Regions from separate parts of the Sus scrofa genome. Here regions 2, 3, 4 and 5 are each linked to region 1. The links are chromatin contacts, called in public HiChIP or PLAC-seq maps. All regions are on one chromosome and are shown on one strand. The core of a region is the stretch at or near the end of the contact, and the rest is flanking DNA. Distances in the headings are between cores, read along the strand shown. Region 1 holds the start of LOC100516295 (histone H1x). Region 2 holds the start of GP9 (glycoprotein IX platelet). Region 3 holds the start of RAB43 (ras-related protein Rab-43). Region 4 holds the start of LOC102162880 (pre-mRNA-splicing factor ISY1 homolog). Region 5 holds the start of RPN1 (ribophorin I).

Region 1 (4,446 bases), core at 1,111-3,610:
GCCCCCCGGAGTTGTCACAGGCAGGGTAGTGGCTGCCAGGCTTCAGTAAGGGGCACTTGCTGGCCAGAGGCGCTTCTCCAATGGAGAGCCCCTGCCGCTCTCATCTAACCCCAGCCCAGGCTTGCTTAGCCTGGTCTGTACAAATGCACTATTCTAGAACGTTCCCTGGCTTCCCACCTCCACGGCTCCTCCTGTTTTGCAGGGTTGTCTCTTCATAGGAACGTTTAAGAACAGACCTCAGAACTAGTGCCCAATTGGACAAACAACTATTCCATATGCTGGACACAAGGGGGTTTGGGGGCTCTCGGCTGAGGGTCATTCCTGCCAATTTGCCTATAACCCTCGGAGTCCTGTGTGCACTGCAGATTAGCCGACAAGCTCAGGGAGGGCCAGAACCTTGCTCATACCACACATCGGGACTGTGGCGGGTGAGCCAGAGCCAGGCTCCACTGTCCCTGTCACATCAACACGAGGTCTGATTTCTGAGTCACTAAGCTCTGTAAAGGCCCAGCTTGTGGCAACTTTGGGAGAGCTGAGCTGCCCTGCTCCACAGATCCTGCAAAGCCATTGCTCCCCACCCCCCAGGTGGTGGACCCGCCTGCCCATCTATCGAAGTATTGCACCTCCCAGACGCTCCTTTCGGAACCAATCGGCCCGCTCTTCTCCCGGAACCCAGGTCTGAATTTCTGACGCATCGGCGGTGCCGGGGACCTCGGGAACCCATCCATGCAGCCCAAACCCCGCGGCGGCCGCGCCCAACCCCACTCCACTCGAAGAAAACAAGAGCGGTTCAAAGGTTTAAACAATTTATTGTGCCCCAAAAAAGGCGACAGGAGAAAAGAAAGCGCCGCGCGGCCCCGCGCAGAGTGCTTGTCGCGCGCCGGAAGGCGGGGAGGGCATGGGCTGGAAGGGCTGCGCGGCCAACGCGTAAGGCCGGGGCGGGCTGACGCGGCCGGCCATTGGCGCCCGGGGGCTGGTAACCATGGCGACAGGCGTTGCCAAGGGCGAGAGCCAATAGGGGAGTCGCCAGGGCCGTTTCAAAAATCTAGAGCTAACAACAACAACAAAAAAAAAAGCTCTCACGCGGGGGATGGGCGGGCCGGCGCTGGCCCGGGCCCCCAGCAAAACCTACGTGCGCTCTGGGTGGAAAAGCGAGGCCCGAGGCCCCAGGGCTCACTTGCGGCCCTTGGGCACTTTGGGGACGCTGGGCTTGGCCGCCTTCTTCACCTTCTTGCCTCCCGCGGCCGCCGCCTTCTTGGCCTTGTTGCTGCTTTTGTCCTTCTTGGAGGAGGCGCCCTTTTTGTGCGAGCGCTTCTCGGGCTGCGGGCCCTTGGCGGGCTTCTTGTCCGCGCGCCGCGGGGCGGCCGCGCTCGGGGCTGTTTTCTTGGCCTTGTGAGCGGCAGGCGCCGGGGCGGTGGCGGGCGCCGGGGCTCCGCGCCGATCGCCGCCGCCCTCCAGCTTCTTGCGGTTGAGCTTGAAGGAGCCGTTGGCACCGGTGCCCTTCACCTGCAGCAGCGTGTCGTTCTGCACCAACGCCTTGATGGAGTACTTGAGGTAGGTGCGCCCGTTCTGCTGGTCGAACCACGCCACCTTCTTGGCCTCCGCGTAGATCTTGGCCAGCGACGAACCGTTGCGCTCGCCCAGCCGACGGATGGTCTCCACCACTAGCTGGCTGTACTTGCCGGGCTGGTTCTTCTTTTTGCTATTCTTCCTCTTCTTGGAGGGGGACAGCGCTGCCGAGCCGCCGGCCTTGGCCGCCTTCTTGGCCGCCCCCTCGGCGGTCGTCAGTGGTAGGGCCTCCTCGAGCTCCACAGACATGGTGGCGAGCGGGTTGGTGGCGGGCGGGGCGCGGAAGCCCGGAGGCCGCGCCGGGAAAAGAAAGGCAAGGGGCCGCGGGGGCGCCGGGGGGCTGGGGGCGCGCGGCGGCTCCAGGCGGGAGCGGCCGCGGCCGGGCCTGGGGCCGGGCGGCAGGGCTGGGGTGGGGGCCGGGCCGGCCGGAGCGGGGGTCCCGGGTTGGGACCGGGCCGAGAACGGCGCGAAGGCGGCCGGAGCGGGGCGGAAGAAAAAAAGACTGTTAACGGAGCGAAAAAGTCTGCCGAGCGAGCTCTGCTGCCGCCACCGCCGACTCCTCCGCCGGAGCTCGCTGGGCTTGCGCGCTCTGCTCTGGCGGGGAGGGCGCCCCGCTCAGCTTTTATGGCTCCACGGCGGACCACGTTGAGAACAACAACAGCCTGGTCCGGGGCCAGCGCCAACTTGTGCTTCTTGGAGCCCCTTCCCCGGCCGCTGGCTTCTCAAACAACGCCTCCCCCGCGCCGCCGCGCCCGCCGCGGTGCGCCCAGGACAGGGCCCGAGCTCGAGGCGCAGCGGAGAGACGGCTTACGCCCAGGGAGCGCTCGGCAGAGGGGAACTGAGGGGTGAGCCCTAGGCTGCCGGAGCACGAGAGGAGGGGGGCACCCACTTTCAGGGCGAATAGCGCGGGCCCCGCGGCAAGCCCCGCGGTCCAGAGCTCGGCGGACGGCAGCCAAGAGTGCGCCACAGGTCCCCAAGCCCAGACCGCGTCCAGGGGGCCCCGGGCCTGCCTGCTGGACGCGCTTTAATTTGTCCGAACTAACACAGGGCACGCCCTCGCGCGGTCGGCTGGGGCAGTGTGGAGGGAGATGGGACGTCTAGGAGGGCGGTCTCCGCCCGAGTCCTAGGGGAGAACGGATGCAGGCGCCCTCCGTCTGCGCGCCTCCGGTCTTGTTAGGCCTCGGGGGCCTGGGTACGTTGCGGGAAGAAGCGGGGAGGACCGCAGGTGCTTCTCTTGGGACGTAGCTGTCCCGTCCCCCCACCTCCTGGCCGCTGGCGCCGCTGATGCTACAAGTGCCCCATTGTGTGGTGTGTAAGTAGCTTCCACCATTCCCCCTAAAGCCAAATGGCGGCCTCTGGGTGAGCGAGGGGAAGGCTGCGGCCCCCAGAACTGTTCCCGGAGAGGATGGGGGAGGGGAACTGCTCCCGTTCTGGGCCACACCCCTCTCCCTCTTGGGGAACGCAGTTGAGAGCCGGGGTCTCCTCTCTGGGTACCAGGCTAAGTCCTCCGCGCAGGCTTGTGCAAATCTGGTGGTCCTGCCACTGGATCCAGTATTGGGGGTGAGGAGGAAGTGCTGGACCGTCTTTCTCATAGCCAGAGGAGCCTCTACTCGGAGAGCTGAGACCGCAGGGACCAGCTTCCGGAGGAGGGCGGATCCCTCTGGAGTGGTGATTTAGGCCCAAATCTTGGGGCCATGGCAAGGGCGACAATAAACAGTGCACCGAGGCCCGAGCATAGAGTGGATTAGGGCTCTGAGGGTGAGAAGAGCGGGAGGCGGTGAGGTCCAATAAAGGGGAATGCGTTTCCGGCTTCTGGCCCCGCCGGCCCTGCTGAGCGTCATAGCAGTTGCCTGGCTCCCTTTTCCCCTACGAAGGGCTAGGGAATAAGGCCCCAGGAGAGGAGGAAATTGAGGCTAGAAAGGTGAGGCTGGTGGGGGTTTTGAGAGAGTCACAGAAGGGCTTTGCGCCCCCCGGGGAGCAGAGCCTTCACCCTGTAGGAGAGGGAGGATGGATCGCAGCCTAAGTTCCTGCAGGGAAGGCCAAGCCCTCTCCCAGGAAGGAGGACCCCTCAGTGGCTGTCCTGGCAGGGCCTGGAAAATCTGGAGGGCTTGAGATCTCAGCCCAGGTGACAAAAGACCATCTGAATTTCCTAACAGCGAGGGGGGTGGCTCTTTGAGATCTGAGCCCTGGGGGGCACTGGGGAGCAGAGGGAAGATGCATGGTATGTACAGCCTGGGGCCAAGGAGAGAGAAGCAGCAAGATATAGTTGCTGTGCCCCCGGGGGGGTCTGCTCCTAGGAGTGGGCAACAGGTGGACCAAGTTACATAGAGGTGGAGCAGGGATGGGGTTCCAGGTTGGGTCTCTGCAAGATCAAAGGGAGAGTAGAGGATGATGTTCCCGAGGGCACCCGGTATTGAAACCTGTCCTGCCACCCTGGGGGAGCAGGTCGCTGGAAATGTGAATCTGGAGCTGGCCGCAGCAGCAGGCTGGGTGAGGGGGGGAGAAGGTGGACGTGGGAGTGGCAGAAAAGAAGGCTGATCCTTTGGAGACTGAGGAAGAACGGTCAGAGAGGAAGGGGTAGACCAGGCATGGCTGGTGTTGTGGAAGTCGAGGAGGAGAGAGTTTCAAGAAAGAAGGGCTCGTCTGTCACTTGCAGCCCACTCAGAAAGCTGGTTGATCCTCAGGGCAGACTGGCCAGCTTCCAGCTTCTGAGACACTCTGCCTGTCTCACCCAGGGCCCAGGGTTTTACACAAATCTACATTGTTCCAGGATTAAAAAATCGGGCCATTTCAGATTAAAATGCAGTCTAGATTTCAGATTTCCCTTTAGAAAATCTTATTCAACCTGGGTGGAGTGCAGAAGGGGCGGGGCCTAAG
Region 2 (4,446 bases), core at 1,305-3,804, 200 kb before region 1:
GAGGGTCAGACTAAGGAGGATAGGTCTCAACTGCTGATGGAATGAACCCTTTGTAGCGCAGCCATTCATTGGCTCACGCAGGCAGTGGCACGGCTCCCTGCTGCGGGATGTGCAAGTGCTGGCCCAGCACTGAGACAGGGCCACCGAGAGGCTAAGAAGGCTGCAGCTCTCCAGGGAGCACTCCATGGGAGAAGCAGGTGATAAACACACACATGAATGAGGTCAGCTCCGTGCCCTGCAGGACAGACACCCGCTCTCTGTTCTACATGTGAGGAATGCTCCTGGGGGTCTGGGTGAGGGGGTAAAGCGCCCTTGCCCCCTGCCCTTGACCTCTGCCTGGCCACTGTGACCCCCACTACTGCCACCTACTACAGGAATAAGGATCAGTGGGAAGATGTGCAGGCTTCCCCCTCCTCCCAAGCTGGGGTGATACCTGGCCCTGCTCACAGTCCGGTGTCCCCTCAGCTGGTGGCATGGCCACTCTGGGCTTCAGTTGCACTTTCCAGCCTGAACCCTCTGAGTTTTAGGGGGTTTAGAACCCCCAGACTGGGGACCTGAGACCCTCTTCTCAGGTTTGACATCTGTGGCCGACACTGGCCCTGACCAGGGGGATGGCCAGGGGTCCCCTTCCTCTCCTCTGCAGCTGCCACTCTGGGCTCCTTTCCTGGGCCCTTTGGTTGCTAGAACCCCTTCTATTTATTCCCAAAGCATTGCTACTCCCCAGGGGCTCCCACACCTCAGAACCCCCCACCTCACCACAGGTGCAAATATTGCCATCTCTGCAAACACCTTACAAAGTTAATATTTCATATTATTGACAGTTTATAACATAATAAAATGAATATATTAATGCTTCATCTTCATAATTATAATATTTTACTGTTAGGCTTGATTTTAACTCCTATAATTGAATTAGGAGTTCCTGTTGTGGCTCAGGGGAAACGAATCTGACCGGTATCCATGAGGACACAGGTTTGATCCCTGGCCTCGCTCAGTGGGTTAAGGATCCAGTGTTGCTGTGAGCTGTGGTGTAGATTGCAGCAGCAGCTTGGATCTGGCATTGCTGTGGCTGTGGCGTAGGCCTTCGGCTACAGCTTTGATTCGACCCCTAGCCTGAGAACCTCCATAAGTCGAGGGTGCGGCCCTAAAAAAACAAACAAAACAAAAAAAGAAGGATCAGGAAGTGTTAAAAGGCACTGAAAATGCAACAGACCCCCCCTCCTCTTGGAAGCCTCCTCCACCTCCTGGGACAGGGTTTTCCCACACATCCTGTAGTGAGACTCATGGAGGCAATGGGGTACAGTGGGATGTACAGTGGGACCCCCGCCTCCGTAAATGGGGGCTGACCTGTGGTTCTGTGCACAAGGCCCCAGGACGCCTCAGGACCAGCTCCTGGAGATAGGCCCTCCGGGGCTGCATGCTGGATAAGCCAGGCTATTTTCATCATTTCCTTCCTCCCACTCAGGCAGGAGCCACCATCTGCTGCACCACATAGAGCAGCCACTGCACCCTCAGCCAGAATAGTTCAGGACACAGAAAGGGGTGCCCAACAGCAGGCCTGCCAGGTAAGTGGCCCTCATCTCCCAGCACCACCTCCTACATGGTAGGGCCTCCCAGGGGTGGGAGGCGGGGAGCAGATCCAGGTCCTGCAGGAAGGAAGCCAGCAGGCAAGTCCAGCCTCTGTCCCTCCTTCATTCCCCTAGAGAGGATGGGAGTGGGGGGTATTTGCTCTGTGACGAGATTGATTAGTTTATTCAACCAACTCATTGGAAGCCTGCCCCGAGCCAGGCCCTGGAGGGGGAGTTTGTCTGCAGCAGGGGAAACAGCCCCCACTGAGTCCCAGAGGAAAGGCAGTGAACCTGGCAGAGCCAGGCTCTTGAGATTGAGTGCTTGGTCTCTGGGCAGCCATGCACAAGTCACTCTCCCTCTCTGGGCCTCAGATTTCCAACTTAAGGGAGAGCCTTGCTTTCCAGGTGGAGCCTCTTCTGGGTACCCATCCCTATGTCCTTTCCACATCCTCACCCAGCGACTGTCTACACCAGGGACCATGTGAACTCTCTGCCCTGGCCAAGCTGTGTGGTCTGTGGCATGAACACCATCTGCCAGACCCTGACTTAGGCGCTGGGGGTGGGGACTGGGCACAGTCTGGGAGACCCTCTTCAGACCCTTCCCAGGCTCTGGGGGCAGAGGCTAGGGCCAGGGCTCTGATCATTTAGCAGGCATCTGCTCCCCCCAACCCTGAGCAGGGGTTGGGGTCTCTGCTAGGGGACAGCAGGGCCCTCCCCTGTCCCAAGAAGGGACTAAGCCCCACCCCCTGCCCCCAACACAGCTGAGCGTCCTGCCTTCTGAGCTTCCGGGGAGGATCAGCTGGCCTGGGTCGTCGTGCTTCACTTCCCTGTCCCCACCGCCCACCTCCCGGAGGAGAAGCCGAGGCCTGAGAGGGAGGTGAGTGGTCCTTTGTCCGGTCGGGTCCCACGGATCCTCAGGATAGGGTGCAGGCCCCAGTACTACCACCCCATCTCACTACCAGTTGTCCCCGCAGCCCACCTGCCCGATGCCGGCGTGGGCGGCTCTGTTGCTGCTCTGGACGGCCGTTCAGGCGGCCGAGGACTGCCCGGCCGCCTGTAGCTGCCGCACCCTGGGCACCATGGGGCTGGAGGTGGACTGCCAGAGCCGGGGACTCGCGGCCCTGCCCGCCCTGCCGGCCCACACGCGCCACCTCCTGCTGGCCAACAACAGCCTGCGCTCCGTGCCGCCCGGCGCCTTCGACCACATGCTCCAGCTGCAGACCCTCCAACTGGCGAACAACCCCTGGCACTGCGACTGCGGCCTCACGTACTTGCGCCTCTGGCTGCAGGACCGCGCCCCGGGGGAGCTGCCGCGCGTGCGCTGTGCGAGCCCCGGCCACGCCTCCGGCCGCGCGCTCAGCCAGCTCAGCGGCTCAGAGCTGGGAGCCTGCGGCTGGAGTCTCCGGGCGTCCTGGGCGTCCCCGGGTGGGCCGTGGTTGGACGTGGCGCTGGCCGTCGTGGCCGCGCTGGGCCTGGCTCTGCTGGCGGGCCTGCTGTGCACCGTCTAGGCCCTGGGCGGTGCTACCGCCCCCGGAGCCCAAAATAAACCGGCAGCTCAGAGATGGGTTTCCCATTAGTACCGGAGCCTGGCTCCTTCTGGAAACCAGCGTCCCTCAGTTGGGGCTTCTCTGTTGTGCACCCGCTCCAAGTTCCTAGTGCCATGATTTGTCCCACCTCCACGCCCCTCTCCAGGCACCTGCAGTTCCACAATCTCTCGACACCCCTAGCCCTTCCCCTGCGCCTGCGGGTCCTGGGAGACTGGGTCCTGGGATACCCTCTCAAAGGGACAGCATCTGCTTCCTACATGGCCTCTCGCAGCCCAGACCAACCTCCCGTCAACATCCAGCCCCTCTCCAAGCTCCAGGAAACCTTGTCTTCAGACACAGCAGTGAGCAGAGAGGACGCATGGACCCCAAGTGGAAGGCGAGGGGCTATACCTGTCTCTGTGACAGACAGGCCTTGGAAGGCACATCACTGTTTCCCAAATGGCCTTTGACTCTCTGTTCTGTCCATGAGGGCACCCCATCTTTTGTCATCTTCTGCTCTCTCTCTCTCTCCTTTTCCTCCTCTGCACTCTTCCCCAGAAACAAAACAACAAATTCCTCCCTTTCCTGTGGAAGCAGCCCCCCGTCTTCGTGCTAGGGTCAGACACCCTCAAGGTCTGAGCTCTCCCCTACCCCCAAAAAAAGTCACCCAAATCTCCAAACAAGAGAGAAGAATCTGGTGCCAGCAGTTCAGTAATACTTTTCTCCACCATATCAGATAACAACCAAATCAATTATACCAAGGTCCCCCTCTCAAGGAGGGCCAAGTGACAGACCTGTGGGTCAGAGGGTGACACAGGAAGGCCAAAGGGACACAGAGCAGCACTGGAGGTCACTGGCCCATAGAGGTGAGGCTGGAAGAGGAGCCCAAACTTGGGGCAGGTGAACAGAGGGAGTGGTAGGGACTTGAGAAGCCACAGTGCCTGCCTTCCACCTGGCGGCCCAGCTGAATGTTGCCATGTGGAGAGGTGCACCAGGTGCCTAGTGTTCCATTTCTCCAGAGAGGCTGGGAAACTAGATTTTTACATAGAATCTCTGAATTATTCAAGTATTGGCAACTAAATTTAATTTTTTTAAAATATACTTCAACAAATAAAAACATATTAATTGACAAGAATAGTCCACAGGCTGAGAGTTTGGTTTCTGCCTTAGGAATGAATCATCTGGCATCCACTTGCAGGGCACTTAGTATGTGGGAGGCCCTGCATGAAGCCACACAAAGGGGTCTTTTTCTGCAAACTGGGTGAGGAGGTACTGTCTTTCTGGACCATGTGGAGGGGCACTCAGGCCCAGGCTCATAGTCACTTCACAGGCACAGGCAGGTCCTCTGGGCC
Region 3 (4,446 bases), core at 1,243-3,742, 170 kb before region 1:
AGTGACATATACTGTGTGTAAATTAAACGGCAGTAAACTAGATTTTTTTTTTTTTAATATACTACTGGAAGACACCCCAGAGATACTTTACAGGTGAGGAAAAACAACCAGCTCCTGCTGAATAGTCCAGAGGACCTAGAACCTGGGACCTGCCCCCACCCACCCCACCCTGCCCCTCAGCTTCAATTAATAGCCTCTTCAGTGCCCAGGCTTCAGGCTTCTCTGGCTACAAAATGAGGAGGTAAATGATTGCCACAGGCTTTCCCACTCCAGACAATTACATTTGAAGGAATCTGGTAAAAGGGAAAGACCCCCAAAGCCATGGAGTCAGAAAAGCTGGAAGAAAAAGTCCAGGTCTGTCACCTGCCAGCTGTGTGCCTGGGGCAGCCTCTCCCTCGTGAGGTGGGGTTAATTGCAAGAACACATCTGTCAACATCTGACACACAACACACTCTCAAGAGGGGTGGCCTCTATGACTATTGGGGAGTTACCATGCCTACACTGCTCTCCTGATCCCGGTCCCATCCAAGAAGAACAATCTGGAGGTGATCAGAAGGAAAAGAAATCACGAAGTGCCTCCCTGCATTGCATAACCTGTGCTCAGCACACAGTACACACTCAGCACAGGTTATCTTGCCAGGTAAACAGGAACACCCTGCCCCCTCCTTGACCACCGTAGCCACCAGGGGAGGGAGAGCAGGTTTGTTTATGCCTATCCGTCAACTCGCCACTTCCCCATGGCTCTGGCATTATCTCAGGACACAAACTCACCCGAGGACACACTCCACCCATCCCACAGCCCTTCCCTCGTCACCTGCTCTAAAGGGTGGTCCTGAATAATGACTCAAAGCTGCCTGCCAGACCTTGTTCTATTTTTTCTATCCTAAGAAGACCAAAAACACACAGAAACCAAAACAAAACAAAAACGGAAAACAAAAACCAACCCTTCAGGGAGGGAGTTTTTGCTTCCTGTCACATCTACTCCAGAGGCACTGTGGTCATGTAAAGAGTGTTGGCTGAGTTTTGCTCCACGGTGGGGCAGGAGGGAGGCAACACCCAGAAATTATCCCAATTTTGCAGAAACAAAGAGCTAAGCATCCTGGCAAAAGGCAACGGATAGCAGGCCTATAGCAGCCCAGGGAGGCTGAGCTCCACAGCAGCAGGCTCAAGGGACCCAATACAACCATCCGGCTCAACTCGAAAACACGGAGATAACAGGAGAGACACTTGCCCTGTGCAGTCCCTGTCCAGGGCTCTTAGGCGCTGGCTGGGGAAGTGGGAACTCAAAACCTTGAGAGAAAGGAAAGGATTTCCGAGCAGCGCAGTTAAGTCAAGTTACGGAGCAAGAACAATATAGTCTCTTGCTCTACTAGGAAGGCTGGCACCCAGGTGAAGAAACTGATTCATTAATCACCAATGTTAGTTATCAAACAATTGCTAGGATACTGAGACAGCTACATCTCGCTGTTTCTGTGCGGAGCCATTGCCAGCGCTCGGTCCTCTCCCCCACCTTCCGGTGTCTAGTGAAGTTTTCAGTTCCTACGAGCTGAGCTGGGGGAGGGGACCCAGGCTGGCCCAGGCCGAGTAAAGTTCCACCACCAGGTCCACAAAGAGACTGCAGGGAGGCGTGGCCAGGCCGGAAATTCTGACAAAAAGTTTTGGCCCTCCGGCCCTACAAGCAACTACTTCCTGGTCCCGCCTAGTCGTGGAGGGGGGGTGTCCCCTTCTGCCTAGGGTCCCCACCCGAGGGCCGAATTGGAGACTCCGATCGTGGTGGGGCAGGGCCAGGACGGCCAGGAGCCCCCCCTTGTGCCGGTGCCCTAGGCGCTCCGCCTGCCGGCGCTGGATAAGCTATTTTGGAGCAAAGTCCCCCCGGCGTGCAGCTCTGGAGGGCAGGGCCTCCCCCTCCGCACTCCCCCCAGCGCACGCACCCACGCACCCCGAGGCGGGCGCTGTGCGCACGGAAGCCAAGGCCCAGGCCTGCTCGGACGCGAGGACGGGGAGGGGGCTAGCGGGGGCGCTGGCCGCTGCAGAGCAGTCGGGGAACTAGCCGCGGCCCCCGCCCCACGGAGGGGACCCTCCAGGGTCCTGACGTCCCTAGTGCCCCGGGGCCCGGCTGCACGGCGGCCCAGGCCGGGACTCCCACCTTGACCCGCTGGCCCTGGATCTCCAGCGTCTTCATGGTGAAGTCCACGCCGATGGTGCTGCCCTGGCGCTCCGAGAAGGCGCCGGTCTTGAAGCGCTGCACTACGCACGTCTTGCCTACGCTCGCGTCGCCCACCAGCACCAGCTTGAACAGGAAATCGTACTGCTCGTCCGGGTCCCCAGGGCCCGGCCCCGCCATGGCCTCGGGAGCCCAAGGGCCGGCACTCTGGACGCTGGGGCGGCCTGGGCTCACGCAAGCCGCGGACCGCCTGGCGACGTGGAAGCGCCGCAACACCTGGAGAAGGGACGCCACCGCCCGCTATGCCCGGGCCCGCCCCACCTGCCCCGCCCCGCAGCCGCGGTTCCGCCCCGGACTCGCCTGGTCCAGCCCTCTACTTAGCGACAGGCCAATCCGGATCTCAGGGCCGCTTTGGGTACTGCCCAGGACACGCCCCTTCCGGACTCCGCCCCCAGACCGCCTGCCATCAGACCCCGCCCCCATCCGTACTGCAGCCTCAGTACTGCCTCTCAGGACCGCCTCCAATGAGACTCCGCCCTCAGACAAGACCCAATCAGAATCCATTTCAGAACCCCCCCTCACCCTTACCCCGGCAAGACCCCTCCCCAATCCCGGCTCTCGGTCCCGCCCCCATTGCCAATGAGCCCTCGGGGATGCCCTCAGCGGGTTAGCACTTCTCGGCTCCGCCCTTAATCCCGCTCACAGCCCAACTCCTCCAGTAGCACCACTCCCTGCACCCGCCTAGCGCCCACAGACTTTGTATGCCTCCCGCTCCCGAGACCTGGCCCATAGCTGGGCTCCCCTACCTGCCTGGCCTCTCCTACCTGAGCTCTCCCAGACCTACATTCAGGAGCGAACTCGAGGGAAGGTGAGGTCTCTGAGACACGTTAACCTAGCCCTTGGACGCAAAATGGCCTCTTCTAGGATGGATCTCTGGGGAAGGGACAGCCAGTGCTCACACCAATAGCACCGACAGGGATCCCCTCCAACAGAGGATGCCATAAGTGGTGGCATTTTCCCATGTTGAATAAGGAAAAGGAGACAAAGAAGGCTTCGGTGAGGCCAAAAACTAAGCTGGCTACAAAACTGGGCCAGAATCCTTGTGGGGAAGGGGCCTGAGGGCTATGTGCTCAAGGTGACACCCCCACCCCAGCCAGGTTTCTGGGAGAGTGGAAGTGGGAGACCCATTTCGTGGGAGGCTAGGCCAGGAGGAGGTGGGGGATCCCAAGCCCAAAAGGCAGCCCACAGTGGTAGAGGGAGCTGCCCAAACATCTCAGGATGGGGACACAGGCCTAGGGGGAACTGACCCACCTGATAAGCATCAAAGATTGTCCTGAGGAGTTCCTGTCCTGGCTCATCAGAAACAAATCCGACTAGGAACCATGAGGTTGCTGGTTCAATCCCTGGCCTCGTTCAGTGGGTTAAGGACCCAGTGTTGCTGTGAGTTGTGGCGTAGGTTGCAGATGCGGCTTGGACCTGGCGTTGCTGTGGCTGTGGTTGTGGCTGGCAGCAACAGCTCCGATTAGACCCCTAGCCTGGGAATCTCCTTGTGCCGCGGGTGTGGCCCTCAAAAGACAAAAAAAAAAAAAAAAAAAGATTGTTCTCAGCGGAGGAAGAAGGGAGGTTCAGGGAGAATTCTGTGGAAGGGACAGACCCATTCTGGGATGGACCAGTGAACCAGGGCTCCTCAGAGAGAGGAGACCTAGATGTCTGTGAGAAGCTTAAAATAGATCAAATAGGATGTATTCCCCAAAAGGCTCCCCAGTTACTAAGATGGAAGGGAACTGAGAATAGTCCTGCCCTCCATAGGCAGCCCCTTACCAAGGGGCTGCAGCCCTCCAATTCCATATAATTTTAAAATCTGATTAATGCCTGCTGCTGGTCAGGTACTCTTCCAAGGCCTTGGAATACATCAGTGACCAAAGCAGAGAAAAATCCACACCCTTCCCATAACTTAAGGAGACCACGGAGAGCAAGTCCACCAGGACCAGTAGTGCCCCAGAATCCTGACCAGCTTTACTAGCCAGGTGGGAAGAGAATGGACCAGGACACAAAGGCAGACTGATAGAGAAGGTGAAGGGTTACTGAACTTCACTGCCATGGGAAACACCCAAATGAAAGGAGCCCCCAAGTGCCATGGAAAAGCAGATCTAGGAGCCCAGATTTGTTACATCAGATTGGAGCCACAGGACACAAGTCCCTCCAAGTAGACTGGAGGATAGTTAGTGGAGACTTCCACATGCTGGGTTGTCTCTGGGGAGGGGGACAGGTTAAAGCCCAGG
Region 4 (4,446 bases), core at 1,341-3,840, 140 kb before region 1:
TATAGGGAAAATGAATGGGCAAATATATGAATACTACTGCAACATCTGTAGAAAAAGGAACATATACCAAAAGACCATAGGAAAAAAGGGCTCTGTGGTGGTAATTAATTAAGCCGCATAAAATTCACAGACAAAATCAAGTTGACACTTACATGGCCTTTTCCGCGTTTCGGGCCTAAAAGGAGAGAGGAGGGAAGAAAAATGCCCATGTTTGAAAGAGCTTTTTTTTTTCATTTCCTTTTTATATACGTTTCACAAGGACACTACTTTAGATAAGTCACAAGCAGAACATGTGAACTAGTACAGTAACAAGAGCAAAAATCAAGACGTCCAAGTCCTGCTGAGGCTGCCCCCTCTACCTAAAATCTTTACTCCTCCACTGTCCCACCCCCTTGGCTCTAGCTAACTTCTACTCATCCTTCAGAATTCACCTGTGTCATCACCATCCCAGACAATTCTCCCATGACACCTTTTTTCCTTCTTCCTCTCTGTCTGGGTTCACACCTATCATGCACTTTCCACCCAGAATCACATGTCTGTCCCCTGCCAGTGGAATTTGTGAAGGAAAGACTGGCTTTTAAAAGGGAGATTTAGGAGTTCCCGTAGTGGTGTAACGGAAACGAATCCAACTAGGAACCATGAGGCTTTGGGTTCGATCCCTGGCCTCGTTTCAGGTTGAGGACCCCTTGTTGCCACGAGGTGTGGTGTAGGTCACAGACATGGGTTGGATCCTGTGTTGCTGTGGCTGTGGCGTAGACTGGCAATTGTAGCTCCGATTTGACCCCTACCCTGGGAACCTCCATATGCCAGAGGTACGGCCCTAAAAAGCAAAACAAAATAAAATAAAATAAAAGTAAAAGTGAGTATTATGTAAATACCGCTTCACCAATGTCAAGTCAATTATCCTTGAAACACATTGTCAGGCAGGGGCATATGTTTTCTCGGTTGTATTTTAAGTAGAAGGTGGACTTGCTGAGTCAAGGACTTGAGTTTTACTCCTGGCTCTTCCACTTAACCATCCCTGAGAAACTGCCTCTGTAAGCCTCAGTTTCCCCATCTTTATAGCAGGGACCATACCTCTTACCTCACAGAGCTGTCATGATGATTTAATAAGTAACTGAAGACATCTGGCATGCAGTTTATTTTTAAATGGAGCTGCAGCTGCCAGCCTATGCCACAGCAACTCAGGATCCAAAGCGAGGTCTGTGACCTGCACCACAGTTCATGGCAATGCCGAATCCCAGATCCACTGAGTAAGGCCAGGGATTGAACCCAAATCCTCACAGATACTAGTCGGATTTGTTTCCACTGCATCACAATGAGAACTCCCCGGCATGCAGTTTGTAGATGCTCAGCAAAAGTGAGATCGATTTAAATCTTTCTGACCCTCTTTTTCACGGGACAGAGAAACAAATTTGGCAAATGCTTATATATAAAAGTGAACACATATCTACTAAGGGATAAAACTGAGAGGCTGTCCCAGGAGAAGCCATCATCTTGAAGGCTGAGGCTGTCCTCACCTTAATTAGTCATCAAAGCCTACACATTCTAAGTATTTAATTCAGTGTTTCTCCACAATGACTCCATGCTTAAAAAACAGCATGCTGGGTACTAGAATTTTGGTCATGGTTCTTGCTTTTACGGGAACTCATAGGAACTTCCACCTCAAAACAATGTATGATGTGATGAGGGCTTGTACAACCGCAAATGTGAAGGTATGATGAGGGCAGTTACAGAAAATACCCAACCACTCCTGAAGCCAGAAACATCCAGGCCCAGGGATCCTTCTCCCGGGCTAGGGAAAGGAGAGCGGGAATGCCCCAGGCTTGTCAGAGTTCAGAAACGAAGCTCGAGGCTGAGCCGGCCAGCAGGAAGCAGCAGTACGGGACATATCGTCCAAAGCCTGGGGAACAGAAACGGCTGCTTTTGCCCTAAGGATTCACAACCTCCTGCAACGACACTATGTAGCACTCTTTCCGTTCCTGGGCGCAGACGACGCGCCAAGGCACCGAGTGAGACGTTAACTAAGCTACGGTGAAAGACCCTGTGCTCTGCGAGTGTCTATCCAGTCGGGGGAGACACACAGCAAACGGCGTGGGGCCGGCCTGGCGCCTGCCCAGCCTCGGTTTTCCCGATGAGTAACTACAGCGCTCCACACCGGCTGCGGACGACAGGGCGGTTGCCGAGGTCCAGTTTCCCCCAACTTGTGAGCGAAGACGAGACGGGAAGGGACTCCCCGCGTCACAGCCGCGGAGCTGGAGGACGCAGGCGGGCCGCCGGAGAGCCCCAGGCCGGGCACCCTCACGGCCTACCGCTCTCTCCCCTTACTCCCAACCCTACTCACCATGATGCGAGAGAGAGCGCCGCCCTTGGGCCCAGCGGCCCCAACCCACGTAGATTCACCTCCCGACGCGCGGCTAATAGGAACCGGACTTTAGTTGAAAGCACCACCAGTTTCTCTATCGGACGGAAAAATGGAAAGGACCGGAAGTGAGCGACCGGAAGCAAAACGGAGAATTGGCCTGGGGAGGGGGAGGAAATGAACGCGCATTCCCCTAGACAGCCTCACCATGGCGTTTGGACGGCGCACCAAAGCGCACGTACAAAAAAAAAAGGACGTTGGCAGAACTGCGCTTGCGCAATGTGACTGACGTGGCTGGTCCACTGGCTTTGCTCTCGCGATAAAACGCGAGATTTCTAGCAGTAACTGCTGCAACTTCGGATCTCGCTCTGCATTTGCGTCTAAGGAGGTGCGGGCTTTCGAACGCCGCAGTAGTTACGCGTCCCGCGGACCCTGTCTGATTCTGAAAGAACAGACACACCGTGTGCGGGCCTCGTCAACTCCTGCCCGCCTCTCTGGCATTTACATGGGGCCTATGCTTTTTCTGAGATTTTCTCCTGGAATCGCGGGGTCAGAGCTGGACCAGTGCTTGAGGTCACTTTCTTTTAAAATAGAAATGTAAGGTCCAAGGAAGAAAAACGCACTTACTGGAGGAGGCTGATGAGAGAGGTGGTGTATCACTGCCCGCAGAGGGGAAGTCGGTAGGTGTGTGCTGGGCACATTGCTGGGATCGGAAGGTCCTTAGTCAAGGACCGGGAAGGCAGGGGAGAGGCCACGATCCGGATGGTTCTGCTGGCTCCTCCCACAGGGTGTCAGTGTTGCAGTGAACTGTGGTGTGGAATTCAGGCGAGGGCTGGTGGCTACTTCAGCCACTTACAGCGGCTGGCCCTTTGCAAGCACGGTGCTTCGCCGCGGTTACTTCTGCCACTGGCACACCGGCCGCAGTCAGGAAGCACCACATCAGGCAGGACGGACACGTACTGGGAATGGGCACCAGGGTCAGGCCTGAACTATGACCAGTATTCTCCGTGAACGTTTAGGAGGGGCTATGGCCGTCGCACCTCCGCAGCAGCTAGATATGAGTCTGCTAATAAATAATGGCCAGTGGGAATTGAATGAAAGGAATGTGTGTCGCTTAGGCGGTACCATGCAAAGTACCCACGTTCCTTCTCTGGTGACTATGGGAACAGCCACCTTGAACTCAGAAATGAAGTATTGTGATCATTTGGATGGTCCTTCCCTAGCTGACAGCCACTTTCAGACTCCAAGGGCAGACAGTCCTTAGTACGTGGAAGTCATTGAGTTGCTGAAAGATTTCAGGCTTTACCTGGAGCCCACTACTCAATCTTCAGTTGTGTAAACCAGTAAATTCCCTTTAGTGTTGAAATCAGTGAGAGTCTGACTTCCTGGTACTTGAAACAGCATGCTGATCCATTTATCTTGCCAGTCTGCTAAAGTCCTTCCTCTGCTCATCCTGCTGCTGTTTTTTGTCTTTTTAGGGCCACACCCTCCACAAAAGAAGTTCCCAGTCTAGGGGTCAAATCAGAGCTGTAGCCGCCAGCCTATGCCAGAGCCACAGCAACTCAGGATTCGAGCCGTGTCTGCGACCTACACCACAGCTCACCGCAACGTGGGATCCTCAACCCACTGAGTGAGGCCTGGGATCAAACCCACAACCTCATGGCTCCTAGTCAGATTCATTTCCACTGCACCACTACGAGAACTCCAAGACTACCTGTCATTTGAGACAGTTCAGCCAGCCTGGATTCACAACCTCATTCCACCCCTTATTAGCTCCTATAGCCTTAGACAATATTTTTGACCTCTCATTTTTACTCTGCTGTGAAATTGGCATATTTTCTCATCCATGAAATTGGCACTTTTGCCTTATGGAGATGTGGTTTTAAAGGAGACAGTACATATAAAAATTGTTCAAGGAGTTCCCATTGTGCTCAGTGGGTTAAGGACCTGATATAGTCTCTGTGAGGATGCAGATTCCATCCTTGTCCTCACGCAGGGGGTTAAGAATTTGGCATTGCCACAAGCTGCAGCGTAGGTTGCAGATGCAGCTCAACTCCAGTGTTGCTGTGGCTGTGATGTCGGCC
Region 5 (4,446 bases), core at 694-3,193, 130 kb after region 1:
GTGGAGTTGTAGCCCAGCAGCTGTAGCTCCGATTCCATCCCGAGCTTGGGAACGTCCATATACCTCGGATGGGGCCCTAAAAAGACAAAAAAAAAAAAAAAAAAAGGTTAAAAAAAGAGGAGTTCCTGCTGTGGTGCAATGGGATTGGCAATGTCTGGGATGCCAATTTGATATCCTTTCTAGCTCAGTGGGTTAAAAATCCTGTGTTGCCACAGCTTCGGCTTAGGTTGCAACTGCAGCTCAGTTCTGATGCCTAGCCCAGGAACTCCATATTCCCAGGGGCAGCCAAAAATGAAAAAAATAAAGTTGCAAAGTATTGATTTGAGGACTCTTTAAATAACATCACCTGCTTCACACAGACCATCTCTGATTCCATGTGTAGCTTCATGTGTTTGGAATCTGGATGCATTTCAGGGCTGACAAGTCCGCTCCTTAAAGTGCTAGAATAGGAGTTTCCGCTGTGGTGCAAAGGATCCACAGCATCTCTGCAGGACCAGGAAGCATGTTTGATTCCTGGCCTGACACAGTGGGTTTAGGATCTGGCCTTGCCACAGCTGTGGTGTAGGTCACAACTGTGGCTTGGATCTAATCCCTAGCCCAGCGGGAAATTCCATATGTTGCGGGGTGGCCAACAAACAAACAAACAAACAAAAACCATGCCACAACACTTGAGGCATGTCTTTGCTGTACAATTGTCACTTAGTGGAAAAAAATCAAAATGGTTCATTCATTTCAGGTTTGGTGGATGGCCCTAGATTTGCACCTGGCTATTGCCAAAACAACTTCCTTGTACAGCATTTTAATAGTGACTGTTAGATGTTTGACACTATCCATCCTGGCATGGGTGATGGGGAGTTAGGAAATCAGGTTTCTAGCCCCAGCTTTGCTCTTAAATAGCTGTGTATCTTTGGATAAATTACCCTCCCTGGACTTGTATTTCACTTTCAGAAAATAAGGATCGTATTGGGATAGCTAATGCTTCTTTTTGTCTGTGAAAATCTGGGGTTTTATTCAACAGCCTGGAGTAGTCCAAAGAGCTCCAGTTCAGGGTCAGTCTAGGTTTCCAAACAACCTGACATTTACTGACTTTGTTGTGTGTTTACTCATCTATACAGTAGGGGTAAATAGCATTTATAATAAAAAATTCATTTATTCATCCAATCAGTGCTAACTGGTCACTATGCCCCACATGCTGAGGTCCTGGGACGAACAGTCTAGACAACGTCCCTGCCCAGCAGAGCAAAACTTCTGTATAAGTTCCTTATTGATGCTGTAACAAATTACTGCAAACTCAGTGGCTTAAAATAACACCAACTTAAATCTATAGTTTCCTAGGATAGAAGTCGGAAACGGGCGTCACTGGGATAAAGACAAGGTGCTTTTGGTTTGTCCTATGTTTCTTGTGGTCTCCCTGAGGTGCATTTTCAGTTCTGTGGGCAGTATCGCAGGAGTGAGGTGCCCTTCTGGGTGTGGTACGTGACGTCACTACGTCCTTCGGTCGGTGATGTTAACCTTGGTCAAGGTGGTGTCTGCCAGGATTCTGGAATATCAATTTACTATTTACCCCTTTGTAATTACTAAGTATTGTAGGGGAGATACTTTGAGACTGTGCAGATGTCCTGTTTCTGCTTAAATTTTTGCTAAAGCTTTTACGTTCTCCGTTAGGGCTATATTCTACCCCATCAGGAAGCAGAAAAGCCACCGTCTCGGTGGGGAGTCGGAGGGTGGCGGGAGAGGCGGAGTGCCAGGGCTCCTTCCCGCGAGAATAGATCGGGAGTGCGCGCGCAGGCAGGCGCCCGGCGGGTCGCCTGTTGCCCTGGAGAAGGGGGTCCTCAGCCCTGGGCGCCGCCATCTTGGGATGCTGGCGGACCCAATGGTCAACTGCGTCGTGGCGGAGGCGGGGCGCAGGGGCGGGCTGGCGGGCGGCCTGAGGCTCAGCTCCATCCCGGCCATGGAGGCGCCCGCAGTCTGCCTGCTACCGCTGCTGCTGTTGCTCTGGGCCTGGGCCCCGGCGCCGGGCCGCGCCTCCCCCGAGGCGCTGCCGCTGGTCAACGAGGACGTGAAGCGCACGGTGGATCTGAGCAGCCACCTGGCTAAGGTGACGGCCGAGGTGGTCCTGGCGCACGCGGGCAGCAGCTCCTCGCCCCGCGCCGCCTCCTTCCTACTAGCCCTGGAGCCCGAGCTGGAGGCCCGCTTGGCGCACCTCGGCGTGCAGGTGAGCTGGGGCCGAGGCGGCGGGGACACGTCAGCACAGGCCGGCGGGCGGGGCTTGGGGTGCTGCTGGCCGGGCCGGAGCGCGATTGGCGAGCGAGGGTGGACTCTGTCCAGTGCGATCGGAAATGGAGCAGCATGTCCCCTGCTTCACGTCTGAATCGTTTGAAACCGTTGTTAATGTAACGCATTTCTTTTGGTCGCGATTTAACTCTTTAAAGGGTTTATTTCTTTTAGTTGAAAGAGTCATACAAGTAATACAGTACAGAAAGTGAAGTCCGGTTCTCTCCCCCTAGACCGGTTGTCATTCTCACGCTGAAGCAGTAAATGGCTCCCAAGTTTGCCTAATCAGTTTCACGCCTCTTGAGGAAGCTGTTGGCTTTGGGAATAGAGAGAATATACCTATGCAGAGGTTTGCTTTTTATTACTGCTTTCATTAAATAGCAGCCATTAAGTCATTACCCAGTTATTGGTTGGGAGAATAGTCATTACAGTGTCGTGTTTCTTCCAAGCACGCCTCTGTCTGACTGAGTTTGGAGATACAAAGCTACCTTTACAGAGATTATGCTTCTGAAATGACTCCTGTACCTTTCATGCCTTGTCTAAAATTTGAAACACAGTTTTGCTTAAAGGTTTGTGGAAAGATTAAAACTTCATTTGAATGTTTTGAAGGTTCAATCGCATTCTTTTATAAAAGCTAGTGCTGATTTAGTGAGGTTGCCACAGGATTACTATCTGGCCTTCATGCTGGAGAGTCTTACAGGCTGGGTTATTGTACTGGTGCCTTATTGAGACTTTATGTCAGGTACTATGGTAGATATTTTAAGTACATCCTCATTTAACTCTCATGGTAGCCCTTTGAGGTATACTGTTAGTGCACCTGAGGAGTCTGAAGTCTGGGAGGGGAAGCTGTATAACCCACTATGTGAGGTCTTCGAACAAAGAGTTGAGCTTTGGTTTAAGACTCTGTATGTTCTTCACTGTCTCATGTTGTCTCTTCTGGACTAGTTGGTTCAAAGGTAGGGTTCTGTTGGAGTATAAAACCTGCAGTCTCATCACCAGCTTTGCTCAGAGTCATTTTTTAGTTTGTAGTCCAAGAGAGAAACGTTAAATGGATGTATGTGCTTCCTTGCCCCTATCTCAGAGGGAAGCATAACAGCGATAATTTTAACCAAGAGGATGTGTATTTTCCAACAACTGACTTGGAGGCTGTGGTGAGGTTGCTAGAAAAATTTTCAGTGACCTATCTTCAGTCCTACATGTAGCACTTTAGGAGGTGGTGGAGGGGACCATGGTGATTACTGAGTAGGAGCCAGTGGTTCCTCATCTTTTTACTACCTAAAACATTATTTTTACACCCATTTGGATCCACATTTGAAATATTTTGTCTTTTTAATCTTTTATTAGTCTATTTTTTCTGGTTTACATATTTAGAGGTGATAATGATATTTCTTTGTCTTTTTAGGGCCATACCTGTGGCATGTGGAGGTTCCCAGGCTAGGGGTCTCATTGGAGCTGTAGCCTCTGGCCTATGCCACAGCCACAGCCAAACCAGATCCGAGCCTTGTCTGCAACCTACACCACAGCTCACGGCAGCGCTGAATCCTTAACCACTGAACGAGGTTAGGCCAGGGATTGAACCCGCAACCTCATGGTTCCTAGTCAGATTCGTTGCCACTGCGCCACAACAGGAACTCCAATAACGATATTTTTAAGAGAAATAAATCAACATATTACTGAACAGTGAGAGTTCCTGATAAGCACGAATATATTAGAATGTTCCCATAATGATAAGATTCTAGTGGAAGTAATGAAATTTATTGTTTTTATTAGGCTATACAACTTTGTTGAGAATGACTGTATGATTACTTTTAGACTTTTTGAAGTATTACACATAGCTTCCTCATTATAGCTTTGTATACCCTCTTGGAAATCAATGTTTCAGTCCTAAAAGGTGGTCTTAATTTTTTTTCCTTTGGTGGAGCTTAGGTTGGCAAAGAGATCAGTGGTGTGTGCATAAGTTTTTTCCTTATAATCTGTTCCACAATCTCATTCGAGATGTCTCCTCTTTCTCAGAAAGACCCTCAGCTTGTTGGCATTGGCATCCTTTCCCTGGTTGCACATTGGCTGCAATGAAGGTTGAGAATAAGGGGGGTGCGAGAGGAGTTCCCGTTGTGGGCACAGTGGAAACAAATCTGACTAGGAACCATGAGGTTGCGGGTTCAATCCCTGGCT

What was found. HiChIP or PLAC-seq counts read pairs in DNA pulled down with a chosen protein or histone mark.
Region 2: an H3K27ac HiChIP or PLAC-seq map of alveolar macrophages shows a contact between it and region 1. The contact joins the promoter of GP9 here to the promoter of LOC100516295 in region 1. A contact is called at or near these places in 1 of 5 promoter capture datasets (fetal liver) and 1 of 2 datasets of contacts at active chromatin or transcription factors (alveolar macrophages).
Region 3: an H3K27ac HiChIP or PLAC-seq map of alveolar macrophages shows a contact between it and region 1. The contact joins the promoter of RAB43 here to the promoter of LOC100516295 in region 1. A contact is called at or near these places in 3 of 5 promoter capture datasets (fetal liver, fetal skeletal muscle and liver), 1 of 47 Hi-C or Micro-C datasets (liver) and 2 of 2 datasets of contacts at active chromatin or transcription factors (alveolar macrophages and skeletal muscle).
Region 4: an H3K27ac HiChIP or PLAC-seq map of alveolar macrophages shows a contact between it and region 1. The contact joins the promoter of LOC102162880 here to the promoter of LOC100516295 in region 1. A contact is called at or near these places in 2 of 47 Hi-C or Micro-C datasets (heart right ventricle and skeletal muscle) and 2 of 2 datasets of contacts at active chromatin or transcription factors (alveolar macrophages and skeletal muscle).
Region 5: a contact with region 1 is called in an H3K27ac HiChIP or PLAC-seq map of alveolar macrophages. The contact joins the promoter of RPN1 here to the promoter of LOC100516295 in region 1. A contact is called at or near these places in 3 of 5 promoter capture datasets (fetal liver, fetal skeletal muscle and liver), 7 of 47 Hi-C or Micro-C datasets (blood, brain, embryonic fibroblasts and 4 more) and 2 of 2 datasets of contacts at active chromatin or transcription factors (alveolar macrophages and skeletal muscle).

The regions. Positions count from the first base shown.
Region 1 is chr13:71,759,675-71,764,120 of Sscrofa11.1, forward strand. LOC100516295 (histone H1x) reads right to left here and starts at 2,361. Exons shown (of 1, transcript XM_003132403.5): 1 at 790-2,361. The coding sequence starts at 1,818. The coding sequence ends at 1,174. It overlaps LOC110256294 (a long non-coding RNA gene), which reads left to right and starts at 2,610. Exons shown (of 4, transcript XR_002337669.1): 1 at 2,610-2,761.
Region 2 is chr13:71,558,554-71,562,999 of Sscrofa11.1, forward strand. It overlaps GP9 (glycoprotein IX platelet), which reads left to right and starts at 2,555. Exons shown (of 1, transcript NM_001141989.1): 1 at 2,555-3,076. The coding sequence starts at 2,555. The coding sequence ends at 3,076.
Region 3 is chr13:71,593,826-71,598,271 of Sscrofa11.1, forward strand. RAB43 (ras-related protein Rab-43) reads right to left here and starts at 2,493. Exons shown (of 3, transcript XM_021069416.1): 1 at 2,147-2,493. The coding sequence starts at 2,344.
Region 4 is chr13:71,620,245-71,624,690 of Sscrofa11.1, forward strand. LOC102162880 (pre-mRNA-splicing factor ISY1 homolog) reads right to left here and starts at 2,591. Exons shown (of 12, transcript XM_021069415.1): 1 at 2,570-2,591; 2 at 2,345-2,459; 3 at 153-175. The coding sequence starts at 2,347.
Region 5 is chr13:71,890,657-71,895,102 of Sscrofa11.1, forward strand. RPN1 (ribophorin I) reads left to right here and starts at 1,944. Exons shown (of 10, transcript NM_214333.1): 1 at 1,944-2,215. The coding sequence starts at 1,952.